Regions from separate parts of the Zea mays genome. Here region 2 is linked to region 1. A link is a contact called in public Hi-C data. All regions are on one chromosome and are shown on one strand. The core of a region is the stretch at or near the end of the contact, and the rest is flanking DNA. Distances in the headings are between cores, read along the strand shown. Region 1 holds the start of LOC100381825 (ARM repeat superfamily protein). Region 2 has its middle 70 kb from the start of LOC103649866.

The links. Hi-C and Micro-C count contacts between places; a contact is called where the count stands out from the background.
Region 2: a Hi-C map of leaf shows a contact between it and region 1, with 6 times the contacts expected there. The contact joins the enhancer-like site here to the promoter of LOC100381825 in region 1. A contact is called at or near these places in 2 of 25 Hi-C or Micro-C datasets (ear and leaf).

What each region holds. Positions count from the first base shown.
Region 1 is chr3:25,427,455-25,435,207 of Zm-B73-REFERENCE-NAM-5.0, forward strand. LOC100381825 (ARM repeat superfamily protein) reads right to left here and starts at 2,667. Exons shown (of 20, transcript NM_001321373.1): 1 at 2,276-2,667.
Region 2 is chr3:25,832,339-25,840,091 of Zm-B73-REFERENCE-NAM-5.0, forward strand. No RefSeq gene overlaps it. Among protein-coding and RNA genes, the nearest start is that of LOC103649866, 70 kb to the right of the region's middle. Within about 2 kb of position 3,708, at least 17 of the 20 cell types and tissues checked have an H3K27ac peak or open chromatin away from gene starts, as enhancers often do. A contact at or near this core is called in ear and leaf, where this site is marked.

The DNA.
Region 1 (7,753 bases), core at 1,417-3,916:
CACCACTGATAAATGACCACACCTTGTACAGAAAATTTTATCAGTAATTCTCGTTTGTTCATAACCTATCAGCTATAAGCCAAGCTTCTCATCCTGGTGGTGCAGATCAGCAAAAGTAGTCCCTAAAGGGATGAGAAAAGGGCTAAAATCCCTGATAATCCTCACGATGTGGGAACTATGGAAGCATCGGGATGATTGTGTTATCAATGGGGCTAGGCCCAAAGAGAGGACTGTCCTGCAGTCCATCTCAAATGAAGGCAAACTATGGTGTATGGCTGGGGCTTCGGGGCTTAGAGAACTATTAGACGGGCCACGGCTGCCTCTCTAATCTGTTGTTAGTCTTTCTCTTTTCTGCAGTTGGGTGGATTGTCTCTGCCTCTCTGGCCTCTATAGGCTTTTCACTATGGGCGGGTTTCCACTGGCCGCTTTAGGCTAGTGACCCCGCTTTTATGTACTACCTTTTCTTCCTTCTGATGAATGGCACGCAAGCCTTTTGCGGGTTCAAAAAAATATTCAGTTTTGGGTCCAAAATATATTAACAAAATTAAAAGCCAACAGTAGTCCAAGGATGCGTTTGGTTCAGCTGTGAGCTGTAAAAAAAATGTTATGAGTTGTCCGCTGTAAAAAACTAAAGGTCATTTGGTTCAAACTGTTGTGTTGTTTAACTACATCTCTTAATCAATGTATCTAATTAAAAAATTGATTTCACATTTGTGTTCCTAATTTTTTTACAAATAAAATTAGACACCACTTGCTATATATTTTTATTTCATTTATTCTAACAATTAATTATTTTTAGTCCCATTTTATTTTCTATTTGCCAATTGCCATATCTCTTCTTTGAATTAATAATTCATTTTTACAATTCCAGTTTTTATATTTTCTAAAAAATATTTTTTTATTTCATTTATTATAATATTTAATTATTTTTTATCTCATTTAAATTCCTATTTGTCATATCTCTTTATTAATATATCAAACTTAGATAAGCAGCAAAAAGCAAGGTCCAAGCTGCTTTTAAATTTGTACTATAAAAAAACTGGTTTTTCAAGTACTACTAGAAAAGCTAAACCCCTTTAGTTCAGCTTCTGTTTTTTTAAAGTAGAAGCAAGTTCAAAAAACTGAACAAAACACACCATAAAAAACTTAAGATAGCCTCGAGCATTGCATAAGAAGATTTTCTCACACGGTTCGAAAAAACACTCGAACCCTTGCCCCACTCAGTGGTACCGTAGCACATGTAAGAATGATCATGACTGGGGCCGGACCTTAGACTTGTACTGTGGCATACAAACGGGGGCACTTTTTTAACCTCAAACTGAAAATTCACTCAACGGGAAGTCAAAATCAGGACTTGAGGAATGCTACTCAAGCCATCCAACCACTCAGCTAGATGCCCTACTCTGACTAATCACTGCTACCAGATTAAAAGGATATGAATTAGCTTCAAAAAGTTTCTGCAACTGCAAGGCCACTGCTACAGAGCTTCCTTCAGAAAGAAAACCACAAATTATGTTTTCTTTACATGCGCAGAAGCCAGAATATTAGAACATGAAACAGATACGCACAGTTCAGAACAATAACTGCAATACCAGCCAGGCACGAAGCGGCTTGCCAATTCCTCTACAACTGGCCTTAGAGGCAGCTCTATAAAGTATGAGAAAACTATTAAGTGCTGTCCAAAAAGTTCATTTGGTGTACTTGGCAATATGTAATGAGCAAATGGTATTATGAGTCATCTAGTTTCCTAATTGAATAAATATTACCCTGAACTTTCGGGACTACAGGTGATATTGAACCTTGAACTCATTTGAATAGACAATTTCTAGGGCATTACTTTTTTCTCTCGAGTTGCGCATCAATATAATAAGAAGAAAAGGTGGGTCCAACGTAGACCAGTACAGGACACTTATATTATTAATGAAAAAGGTACACATTTTTTTTAACGAACGGTGAGATTGGCAGCAACACTCACAATTCTTGCTTGCAATGATAGTGTCCAGGTCTGCATCATCTTGAAATCTTCAACCGGATTATTTCCTAGGTCCTTTCAAAATGTTAATCAAATCCTAATATCATTCCACACCTATTTGCATCTGTATTGCTATACTATCCTGAGAGTCCAACCAAATCAGATCCTAAATCTTGAAAAACAATTGAACTGCTATTCATACAAAGCAACCAAACGTCCAGAATGTAGCGACTTGAGTATTGTACACATCTTGCGGGCAAAACATATAAACCAATTAACAGATGCAAGCTAGGTCGCCCGTACCTGCAAAAGAAGTAGCTTAGGCGTCGCAAGGGGAGCACCACGGCGGTGGCGTCCGCCACGTTGTGGCATTCCCTCACCGTGACGCCAGAGATGAAACTGCCTTTAGCCCTTCACGACATACCACGTGCTCCACATCACCGTTGTGGATGGCCAGATGACGGGAGATACGGCGGCCGCGGTGAGCGCGGGGCCGAAGGCTGGACGAGCGGAGCAGCCGAGGCGTGGGGCCGCAGGATGGAGGAGCCGAGGTGCTCGGGCGGAGGGTGGAGGCCATGCAGTGGAGGAACGGAAGACGGCGGATGAGCGGACGAGCGGAGGAGGCGGAGCTGGGGTCGGCCGCGCGGGTTACGGGGCGGCGGCGGGACTATGCTATTTTGGCGCTCGCGTTGTGTTCGTGTGTTTCCTTCCTGTACAAATTCCATCGAATTCCAAGCTATACTAGAAAATTAGACGCACTATATATGCCCTACACATAAAATAAGCAATATATGATAGTTTTTTCCACGAACAATGAAACCACAAATGATAATAAATTCAAGGCACATGATATTTTAGCGTAAGTGAGAATAGTATTAATCCTTCGACTATGCAACCAGTATACTACGATAACTTATATACAAAATATGTATTATATTTTTATGAAAAAAATATTTCATAATCAATTTGTGATCCTAGCCATACATAAATTTTGTTATTTTAATCTAGTCGTTTCACCAATACATTGCAACCATCAGTATCATGCAGTCTTCGATATATGCCACGATTTGTATGGTCTTATCATTGGAGAGCACGTTCCACACATGCCGGAAGAAATTCTCTCGTACATCGTTAGTCATCAGACACGCACCACCATACGCTCTTGCTTAAACAAAAAGGTAAGTGTGTGTGTTTGCGAAGAGAATTAAAGTCAGACCCACACAAAAGCTACCCTGACGATGGCGAGGATGACGAACTGGTCACTGTTGTCGATCCTCCTCTGCGTCACCTCCAGCGCCAAGATGACGTCACGATTCTCGATATAGTAGTCGTCAAACGCGCACGACATGACGAGTACCGATGACTCTTGGTTGGGCTGCCAAACGAAGTGCACCCCGGGCTCATCAGTGAGGTAGTACACTTGGTCGTTGCATCACCGGATGCATTACTCCACTACATACATCATGTTCGAGGACACTCACACAACGTCAGCATCGTCCCAATGCACAAGAATTCATGTCCGGTCAGTAGCGACTTACGTAGCAAGTTGGGCTTTAGGTGGACGATGAGCTGGATGGCGTGATGGCATCGTCGTCGGATGCGGTGTCCAGAACAACCCAACAGTCGTCGACGTTGGCGACAACCATGAGGCCCCCCTCTTAACGATGGACAGCGCGGTGCAGCTGCTCTGGACCGCGTCCAAACAGTGGCTTCGTGGGAGCTTGTCGTACACAGCGACGCATGCGACCACGTAGGACTGCTTCTAGAGGTCGAACTGACAGTCGCCAAGCTTCTTCTCGTCATCGATGAGCGACGCCAACGCGAGTGCCTCCTGCTGATGGTGTTTGTTCGGAGTTTTAAGTAAGAAACATGGATTAATGTTTGTCGTTGGTTTATGAAAATGACTCACTATTCTGATCCATGGAAAAAATATTACGAAGAAAAAAGATCACACATGCAAAAAGAGAAATTAAGTATAATACATTATTCAAACAAAAAATTGCATACAAAGTTCTTCTTTAAATAATATTACCTCCATCCAAAAATATAATTCAAGAATCTCGATGATACTTATCTACTACTACGCATTGTGCAAGGGTAGCAAGTGAGTTTGGTGAGAGATGTAGTAGATGTGTTTTCTATCATAGATGTAGACATAAACACACATGTGGTGTAGCGGTAGCTACTCTTGGCCTTTGCTTGAGAGGTCACGGGTTCAAATCCCCTTGAGGACATGTGTGTTTTTTTAATTTTAGCTAGACGTGGGATGTACCCACGAGGGAATGGGAATGGGCTTTGCGGGGAGGGAGGAATGAGAAAGACAGAACAGAATATGGGAATGAGAAACGCAGAACAAGAAATGAGAATGGTGGCAGAACACGGAATGGTCGACTACCCTTGCAGCCTTAATAAGTAGTAGAGATATTGCAATTCTGCTTGTGGGCACAGGTATCTCGAGGTTTTATACCCGATGACACCTAAGAGAAAGGGTATGGACAAAAAATCGCCCACGTAGGACACAGACATAAAATCTCGCTTGCACTTAATGCCTGCTACCAGTATAATTCTACGGGTCCATGTCATTAAAATATCAGCCTAAACGTCGTCCCTAAACCCCTATCCTCATTCCTTGATTCCTCAATCCTCCTCTCCTGTCCAGGGTGATCGGCGGCAACAACAGGGCACGTCGCCGACAAGCACCCACTGGCCACCAGGTTCATCGGCGTCGCCCCTTCTCCAGTTATCCACTCTCTCGCTTTCTGCAGTGCGAAACAGACACCCATTGCTGGCTTCCTCTTCCTCTGTGGCAGTGGCACGTCGGGACTCCCCCACTCGGTTGCCTAGCAATGATGAGGACTCCTTGGCCCCTTGCCCATCCGCCCCTACCTAGGCACTAGCCAGTCCTACCTTGTCGCTCCATAGTCCTCCACCTAGCCCTGACTCGTTGGTCCTCGTTTCCTATATCTGCCCCTCACCTCAGCCCTCGCTGCGAGTCTATGACGCTGTGATATCCTGGCCCTAGTGGGATGGTGATATCCTGGCCCAAGGCTTAATAGAATTAATAGAGTATCCATATCAACAAGGTGCATCTTTTTTTCGGAAGCCAATCTCAAAAGAACCTCCAAGTTAGGTGTGCTTGGCTTAGAGCAATTTGGTATGGGTGACCGACTGAGAAGTTTTCTCGGGTGCGCATAAGTGAGGACAAAGTGTGCACAGAAAGACTCGTGTTGGTCTGTAGGGACAATATATGATCCTAGAGAGCAGCCAGGAGTAAGTACCGCCAGTCCGGGAGTGGACGGGGTGTTACAAGTGGTATCAGAGCCAACCCTCACGGTTTCACGGGCGTATGTGGGTTAGGGGTTAGGGTATATGGCGCATGGCGCATGGCGCATGTGGGCCCAGATTGGTCACATGGCATGGCAAGGTGATGAGGACATCACTTCTATACATACAATGAATGGACCGATAACACGATCTCGTGCACGACAACTAAATCTCCAGGTACGTTCCACCCTAGTCAATTGTGTTTCAGAGCTTACGCTCGGGGCCATGGATGTTTTGATGATTAGGTACCTTGGAGAGGACTAGCAAGGACTTGGGAAAGGCCAAGGTGTTGAGGAGGAGCAGCAAGGGCGGCCACAACAGGAAGGAGATCAAGCCTAACTCGGCTGCGACTCCATCTCGGGTTCCAGGACCAGTCTACACTAAAATGGACACCTAGGATGCATCCGGACTCCGATTGCGACGGACTTGATATAGTTGGAAAGATAAGGAGATTATCTAACCAACCCAACTGGTTCCACCTTAAAATTCATCCGGAGTCAACGGGAATCGTCGAAACAATTCAGCGTTCAGATTCTGTTTTGATGCTGCGACACCGTCTGTTGGGCCGTTGGGCCGTATATCGCGTTGAAGCCCATTAGGGGCGAGTCCAGGGGTCACACACGCCCTAATACTCTATTTATTCAGCAGCCTCCGCGACATTAGGTTTTGGGTTTTGCTTAGATCAATTCTATCATCGAACAGTGTCGCCGTCATCGGTTTGTGAGACCCCATCCCGTAATCAATACAATTTTGGTTGCGTTTTCTTTCCTGTTCTTGCTTGTGTTCTTGATTGCGCTTGCAGGGATAAGCCTTCGTGGCAAGGTGATTCGTGTGTCACGGGTCATAACCAACGGAGCCGTGGTGTAGTGATTGCGAGGAACCGTTCGCTCGGAGCCTTAGATCATCAACGTCGAGATCTCCACTCAATCAAGTTATCGTATCTCACGAAAGATCGGGTCGCATCTACTATCACAAGGCATATGACGACACTAGACACACAGATGTGGCCAAGAGGGAGGTTCTTGGATTGAGGTTGACCGACGAGGACGTCGGTCTTCTAAGGGGGTGGATTGTGATATCCTGGCCCTAGTGGGATGGTGATATCCTGGCCTAAGGCTTAATAGAATTAATAGAGTACTCATATCAACAAGGTGCATCTTCTTTTTCGGAAGTCTATCTCAAAAGAACCTCCAATTTAAATGTGCTTGGGTTAGAGTAATTCGGGATGGGTGATCGACCGGAAAAATTTCTCGGGTGCGCATAAGTGAGGACAAAGTGCGCAGAAAAGACTTGTGTTGGTCTGTGGGATAATATATGATCCTAGAGAGCTGCCAGGAGTAAGTATCGCTGGTCCAGGAGTGTACGTGGGTGTTACATACACGGTCGCACAAGAGAGTAGCGCTTAGGCACCAACGGGGCATGGGGTGATGGGTTGTCCGAATATCCATGGGTACGAGCACGAGCGAGGAATTTTACCCATAATCCCTTCTGGGGATAGGCAAAGAGTAGAGGTGTGGTTATGCTATCAGGCGGGTAAATGGCTTACTCGCACCTTACCCAACCTGCTGCCAACCCTACCTATAATGTCGATCCAAAATCTCTACTACATTTAAGTGGGAATAATATTTCGTATGTCGTGCCTACCCCTGCCTGTGCCGCGTTCATTGCTTTGTAGCCCCCTGAGAGCACCTAGAGGGGGGGGGGTGAATAGGTGATCCTGTAAAACTTAAAACTTAACACCACAAACTTGATTAAGAGTTAGATCAATGAAATCAAGTGAGTGGAGAGGAGAACTCTTGTGTAGCACAATAGACACAATAAGGACAAGCACAATAGACACGAGGATTTATCCCGTGGTTCGGCCAAGTACAAAACTTGCCTACTCCACGTTGTGGCGTCCCAACGGACGAGAGTTGCACTCAACTCCTCTCAAGTGATCCAATTATCAACTTGAATACCACGGTGTTCTTCTTTAATTTTCTCTTTCCCGTTTGCGAGGAATCTCCACAACTTGGAGTCTCTCGCCCTTACAATAAGAATCAAAATGAAGCACTAGAGTAAGAGAGGGAAGCAACACACCCAAATCCATAGCAAATACGCACACACAAGATCAAGACTTGAGCTCAAAACAATATCTCGAGGTTTTCACTAGAACGGAGCTCAAATCACTAAGAATGTCGAACAAGTGCGCAAGAATGAAGTGTGAATGATCAACAATGCTCAAAGGTTGCTTTGTGTACTCCTCCATGCGCCTAGGGGTCCCTTTTATAGCCCCAAGGCAGCTAGGAGCCGTTGAGAGCATTCCAGGAAGGCAATTCTTGCCTTCTGTCGCCTGGCGCACCGGACAGTCCGGTGCACCACCGGACACTGTCCGGTGCAGATTTCTTTCCTTCTTTGGCGAAGCCGACCGTTGGAGTTTCAGAGCCGTTGGTGCACCGGACACACTGTCCGGTGCAC
Region 2 (7,753 bases), core at 2,458-4,957, 410 kb after region 1:
GCAATGATGGCGCCCCGCATGCCCTGTGACGACGGCGGCTCTCAGCTCTCTTACGGAAGCAGGGGGACGTCAGCAAGGAAACAACCGCTCCGACAGCTGTCCCTCCGCCAGGCTCCGTTGCTCCTCCGACAGCCACGACATCCCACCAGCAGGGTGCCAAGATCTCTCCGGCTGCCACATTGGCATGTACTTAGGGCGCTAGCTCTTCCCCCGCTAGACACGTAGCACTCTGCTACACCCCCATTGTACACCTGGATCCTCTCCTTACGCCTATAAAAGGAAGGACCAGGGCCTTCTTAGAGAAGGTTGGCCGCGCGGGGACGAGGACGGGACAGGCGCTCTCTTGGGGCCGCTCGCTTCCCTCACCCGCGTGGACGCTTGTAACCCCCTACTGCAAACGCACCCGACCTGGGTGCGGGACGAACACGAAGGCCGCGGGATTCCCATCTCTCTCGCGCCGGACTCCGGCCTCCTCGCTCCTTTCCCCCCTTCGCGCTCGCCCACTCGCTCGACCCATCTGGGCTGGGGCACGCGGTACTCACTCGTCGGCCTGAGGGACCCCCCGGTCTCGAAACGCCGACAAATATAAAATGAAAAAATTAAATAATTACATTGTTAAGAGATAACTCGTTGTACAAATATGTTTATTTTAATGCACACATAATAATTTCTAACATCTAGCAATGTGTATAAGTAACAATGTTTTGTATTAATAACAAAGAAAGTATGTCATGATTATAATTTAAGTAGGGACGGGGATCTCTGATGGGGATTTATCCTTACGGGGAACGGGATGAGAAAGAAATACCCCCGCAAGAGTTCGTGGGGATCCTGCGGGGAACTTTTTTTGTCGCAGGAACGGGTATGGTGAACTAAAACTCGACGGGGAATTTTTTGTTGCCATCCCTATACTGATCTAGTTGGTTGGTTGTCACTTGGCGGCTGCTAACTGCTTTCCAAGTGATAATAAAACAACCATCCAACCCTGTATACTAAGGGCCTGTTTGTTTACCCCATAGATTATATAATCTGGATTATTTTTAGAGGATTATATAATCTGGATTATAATCTGGATTATATAATCTAGATTATATAATCTGAGTAGTCCTGTTTGTTTACCCAGATTATTTGAGTTGTTAATAGGATTCTTTTGTACGAGAAAGACAAGAATGCCCTCTATATTTGTACTAGGTTGAAACTCATATATGAGATGAACAATATAACAAACGTTTCTGAGTATTCATAATTTATTACATAAATAATTTCAAAAAATAATTCAATTGACATTGGCAAATACTGCATTAGCAATATTTTCACAGAAGGCATTCATGTCACCTTCTTCATCCCCAAATTGACTAGTACTAGGCTGAGATGATAGCATTGGCATATAATCTTCATCTTCATCACAACTGTCGAGGACCGTAATTAGGGGTACCCCCAAGGCTCCTAATCTCAGCTGGTAACCCCCATCAGCACAAAGCTGCAAAGGCCTGATGGGCGCAATTCCGGTCAAGGCTCCGTTCACTCAAGGGACACGACCTCGCCTCGCCCGAGCCCAGCCTCGTGCAGGAACGATAGACCAAGGTAGATTCACGCCTCGCCCGAGGGTCTCCTCAAGCAACGGGCGCACCTTCGACTCGCCCGAGGACCAGCTCGGGCAGGCTTCACGGAGAAGCAACCTTGGCCAGATCGCCTCGCCAGCCGACCGGATCGCAGGAGCATTCAATGCAAGGATCGTCTAACACCTTATCCTGTCGCGCGCTCTCCAGTTTGAACATATTGCTTATTGATTCATACCTATACTCACCAAGCATTACTTTGTTTGAAATATTGCAATTGATCTCCAAAGTATTATGAATCTTAATCATGACCTTAACCATGGGATTCTTTGAGCGCTTCAGTGGGCTATTAACAACAGTAGGACTAGCTCTTTTCTTTGACTAAGTTGAGACGCCTCTCTTCGACTGAGTTGACTTGCTGCCACTAGCAAAAGGAGACACAAATTCATCATATTGAGCATCACAGTCTGCCTCAAATGTGCCAAAATCAACTCCATCAATACTATCAACCTCAGTCTCATGATTTTCCACATCATAAAATTCACCTGGAGCGCATGATGTAGATCCATCCACTGCAATATGTTCAAACATTTGTGTCATGAAATCTTCATTTTCTGGAGGGCCATATTTCAGTTTCTTCCAATCAGGATGCCTCTGTATAACAATTACAATATTTAGTACTACATCATAGATGAAAGAAATTAAAACAAGTACAATATAACTTTAACTAATATGTTATTACCTTTGTATTTTTCTTCCAATATTCATCACTTGCAATCACAGTCCCTAGCTTAGAATCCCATCCAAGTCCTGTATCTTTGTTTAGACCAAGCCAAAAACTGTAAAGCCCTTTCAGTAAATCCCACTTATTCTTCAATTGAGTTTTGCTGTGAAGCAAACCAGTTCTTTGTCGATACTTAACACAAATATTTTTATACGCTGAAGTAGTTAGTGTTCCATTTGGTCTGTTACCAGCTTCAACCTCTTCAACACATATTTCACAAAAAGTTCTAGTATTCATGGATGACCAATCTGCCTTGTCATATTTCTCCTTCTATACGAAAATATATATACAAGCATATCACATATGAACATTACAAATGTCTATAAATTAGCAATGGCCATGTGTTAGAAAATTACTCACCGAATTATTTGCAGTAATTTCAGCTTCAACTTCAATTGGTTCATTATCTTCCCGACCTTGAGCATTTAAATCGATGTCAATACCAACACTTCGGCCACCACGAATGCTCCTTCCGGCACTCCTACTACCGCGTATCACACAACTAGTGCCACGACCGGCACTACGCCCTGCCAGTGTAAATCCTGCGCCACGACGACCTGCCGTCATGGAACCACGTACCATGGTTGGTTTGCCTCGTTCAGGTGCCGTAACATCACCAACTCCTGATTCAATGTCTGTTGGTTCCGACGGAGGATCCATCACAATACACCTGTAGATAGAGTAGCATTGTAGCAATTAGATGGTCGCACTCTGGATCTCGGCAGGACAGTTGCAGAGAAAAATTAGGCGCCCCAGCTGATCTGCGGCGGGAATCGGCCGGCCCCGTCGTACGTCCGTCCCGTTGGCACGGCGCGGCGGGATCCTGTGCCGTGGGGCGCGGGACGCGTCGGAGCGGCGGGCGGGAATCTGCTGCGCGCGGGACGCGTCAGAGTGCCAGGCGGCGGGATCCTGTGCCGCGGGGCGCGGGGGGTGGGGGCTAGGCGGCGGGTTTCTGTTGGGCGGCGGGCTTCTCCGATCCGATAGGCGCAAAAACGATTTGGTGGATTATAATGGCAATGGTGGGTAATTTATAGGAAACTTGAAAGGATAGTGGGAAAGTGGGAAAAAAAATAATGTGAAATAAGCACCTCCTCACTTGCTTATGGATTATCATAATCCAAGAGGTTAGATTATATAATCTGGGCAAATAAGCTGGACTGTTTGTTTGCTTCTTAGGATTATTTAATCCAGATTATATAATCTGGGGGTAAACAAACAGGCCCTAAAGTCATGTTTTTTCTTGGTTGGTTTCAAAAGTTTGACTTTTTTGTATCATCAAAACAATGGACAGGCAGTGGCTCGCTCTTTTTTCTTTCCCTCCGTGGTAGATGCAAAAGGACTTGCAGAGGGCCCAAACCCTCGTCCTCCGGTAATACGTGGGCCTTGGGCCGACGGAACGCCAGGCTGAGCCACAGGACGCTTCTCTGCCATGTTTGTTTGGTTACATCAATCCAAAATAAGATTGGAGAGAATTAAATCCTCTCTAAGACTTTTTTAGGTACTTTAATATTGACCGCAATTCATATATATTGAGGTAAATTAGGTGTAAATTAGTTTAGGTTACATACTAATCCATCTTAATACATATGGATTGAAATCAATATTAAAATACCTAAATTAGACCGTAGAGAGATTTAATCCTCTTCTGGTGTAACCGAATAAGTGGGTCTACAGTTATCAAACTGGCCCTCCATAAAGCCCCATTACTACACGATGGCCTACGCCTGGCCCGTTGCACCATTGCGAGACTGCAGGTAAGCGGGTTTGATTGAGGCCCATAGAAAAGTAGCATATCCGTTGTCCCGAATCACTTTCCCATACTATTAGCCTAATTCAACATGTTCAAACGGGTCGGATCAAGATCGAGTCATAGGCCATTTAGCATAGCTCGTACCCCACCCGTATCTAGTGTTGGATCGGGTTTTTTCAGGTTAGGTTGGGATTTTTTGGCTTTGGCACAGGTTTTTTCGGGTTGGGTCGGATTTTGGGTAAAAAAATATGGCCCCATACCTAATTCATGAATTATTGCAGGTCAAAAATTATGGTCTATACCTACCCGTTGCATTGGTCGGATCGGATCGGGCCGAGTTTTTTTCCGGACGGATCGGGTTGGGTTGGTCGGATTGAGTGGCCCATGATTAGATCTAAACCTAATATATGTGCCATATACAACAACCAAATTATAATTTCTATGTATAAGACAATTGCAAGTCAACTCAAAATATATATCGTAATCTCTAAAGTTATTTTAAAAAATATCCACTTTATTGAAACATTCAAATGATGTCAGATACCATGTACCTCTCTAGCAATCAAACTATGTATAAGACAATTGCAACTAAACTCAAAATATATATCGTAATCTCTAAAGTTATTTTAAAAATACCCAGTTTATTGAGACATTCAAATGATGGGATACCATGTACCTCTGTAGCCATCAAATTCGTTACCTTTTCATATTGCCACAGCGTACTTCTAGTTTTATTTGCATGTCCTTTTCTAACCATGTAAACACTCACGGAAGAACTGATCCAAGACAATATATGTTACAAATCCAAGGAAATATGTCTTCTCGTGTAAACAATCTTGGGCACAAGTGATAACAAAGGAGGCAAAAAGTTACATGGGGTGGATTGCTCCAAATTATTTATGTACCTTGAAATAGTTACTAGAATTCATTATTATACCGTTATCAAAATGATATCAAGACATCACGACATGCTAACCTTGGGCGCCTAGACTTTGCTGATTCTATACATCTTTCATCTCTGTCTTGCAGTATTTCTTGGGGCCAAGAAACTAAGGTTCGAACAACCATGAGGGACGTCACAGTTTTCTAGACCGGCGACCGCAGTCTCCAGGAGTTGTCAAACCAAACAATTGCCCTGAAAGCAATGAAGTTGCAACGAAAACGAGTAGAAATAATAAGGGCTTGTTCGTTTCTGTAGGATTGCACCTAGAATCGTTCCAGCTAATCAAAGTTTATATAAATTAGAGAAGCAATCCGGTTAGGAATCGTTCCGACCCACCAATACGGCACAAACAAACAAGACCTAAGACTGGAAAAAATCTTGATGTACACAGACATCATTACTCTTGTCCACCTAACCAGTGTCCTTGTAGGCACTATTTATATGTGTCAATAGAGATAACAATCGAACGAGTAGGACACCGATATATGTTTTAAGAACCCCTACCCCAAATAAAACTCAACCCATATTCATACCTATATATATTCATGGGTATAGATCTGTATTTATACACGTACCCGTCGGATATCTATTATCTACCTGACCACTATAATTTGAGCATTCAACATCAAACAACAATTTTATCACATTTAAAAAAAATATTATTCTAGCAGCATTAAACGATAACTTCAGCACCAAACAACATATATCGATGGAAAAAAAAGAAAAATGGGAATTTAGGACAATGTATTGAATTTGGTTGGCCCATATGTCAGTTACCCATCGGGTAACTGATATGGATACTAGATATCCATACCCACGAAAAAGTTATCTGCATGTACTTTATTATATCTATACCTGTACACGTGGATAGCAAATTCCATCATATACGTGTTTAATGGGCAATTATCCGTGGTTATTTATTCATACTTGTACCCATTGTCATCCCCAGTCCATAGGCAATACAAAAGATCGTATTGCCCTTGCCCTTCCATCTGCTCTAGGATGGAAGTATATTCCTCTATGCCTAAGGACAATACGGTTAGGAAACCTCAACCCCTTCTCCAAAGCACCTAAACCACTACAACAATCATGAAAGGAGGCCTCATAAATTAAGAACACATGGCCCTAGCTTCGCCCTCGCCACATTTTTCATATTCTCTTATGTCGTATCGTTGTCCCTCCTCGCCCTGCGAAGACCTACACTAAATGGTCTCAACGAGATAGGCGAAAAATGACACCATCAGAAAATCTCAAACACATTAATCATTGACCATTTCGCTGCATGGTCTGTTGGGAACTTGTTCTCAAATGCTATGAGTTAAGAACAAGACCACACAAAAACATCAAATGTTAAACCCTTCGTCCTTCGAGGCATTATTTCCCTTGGGATATAATAATCTTCGGACGAAGGTTATGAAGGACATACCTTCATTAATGCAACATATAATAATGAAGAAAGAATTATATGAAATGTAAAAGATAACATAAACAATTATATATCAACTCATTTCTATTTTATTACTATAGAAAAATAGAAATGATATCAGATTACAAATGTACCTTTAGCTCGAAGAAAGGTAAAAGTACAAGCATGACGCAAAAGCAGGATAACAAGTCAGCGTGAACAGTACGGGAGTGCTGTTCATCTATTTATAGGCACGGGACGTAGCCCGTGTGAAATTACATCCATGCCCTTTGCATTTGCTAATGACTCTAAGGTAATCCGCCGAGGTCTAAATAGCCTTTTACCTTTTAAGTCGGTTCCCTTTTCTGCCGTTATGCCGAAGCTCACTTGCGCGTAGCTTCGGCGCTGCGTCAACCTTCGTATTGTTCGCGCTTTTTACACTGTGTGTGGTACTGATCCGAGTTCGAAGGCACCTGTTCATATATTACACTCAAGAAACATTATTAAATCATGTTTTTGAGGACCTTCAGAAGACGAAGGCCCCAACAGTAGCCCCTCGCAAGGTTAATTTGTTAGAATAACGAATTCAGATTGCGATATGGACGAAGGCCCTAAGCTGAAGGTCCGAAAAAACACCTTCCCTTTGCTAGAATAGCAACAGTCAATGATAAATGGGGCCCTCCAACTTGGAGCGCGCTGAGCGTATAAATAAGAACTCACCCCGAGCACATTTGGCACACATACTCTGCTTTGCTTTACTTCTTAGCTCTTGCTTTCCATCAGTTGCTTAGTTTCTTAAATTTTCTAAGCTTCGAATTTAAGGTCATATTTTCGTTAGTTCCGAAGATAATGTCTCACGACAAGAAGACAGTTGTTGGAGCGAAGTTAACCGAAGAGGAGAAGCTTCTTGAGGAAAAGACTGTTGGATTCATTGAGTCAATTGCAAAGACAGATACAGAAAAGATTACAAAGAAAATTCTAGAAGGCTTATTTGAAGATACCGATGACAGTGATAGTTATGATGCGGAAAGTGGAGGCGAAGACTCTGAAGATCGGCCCTGGCGACCGAGTCACACAGTCTTAGGGAAATTGACTATCAGACAGAGTCATCTTGATAACATGAGAGGAAGGTATTTTTGAGACATATCTATTGTGAGGGCTGACAACGGAGACATGACTGTTCCTGCTCCTGAAGAGAATGAAGTCGCAATCTTCCGAAGCTTCTTCAAGGCTGGGCTTCGGTTCCCCTTAAGCAGATTTGTTGTTGAGGTTTTAAAGATATATGAGATTTTCCTTCACCAGATTACTCCCG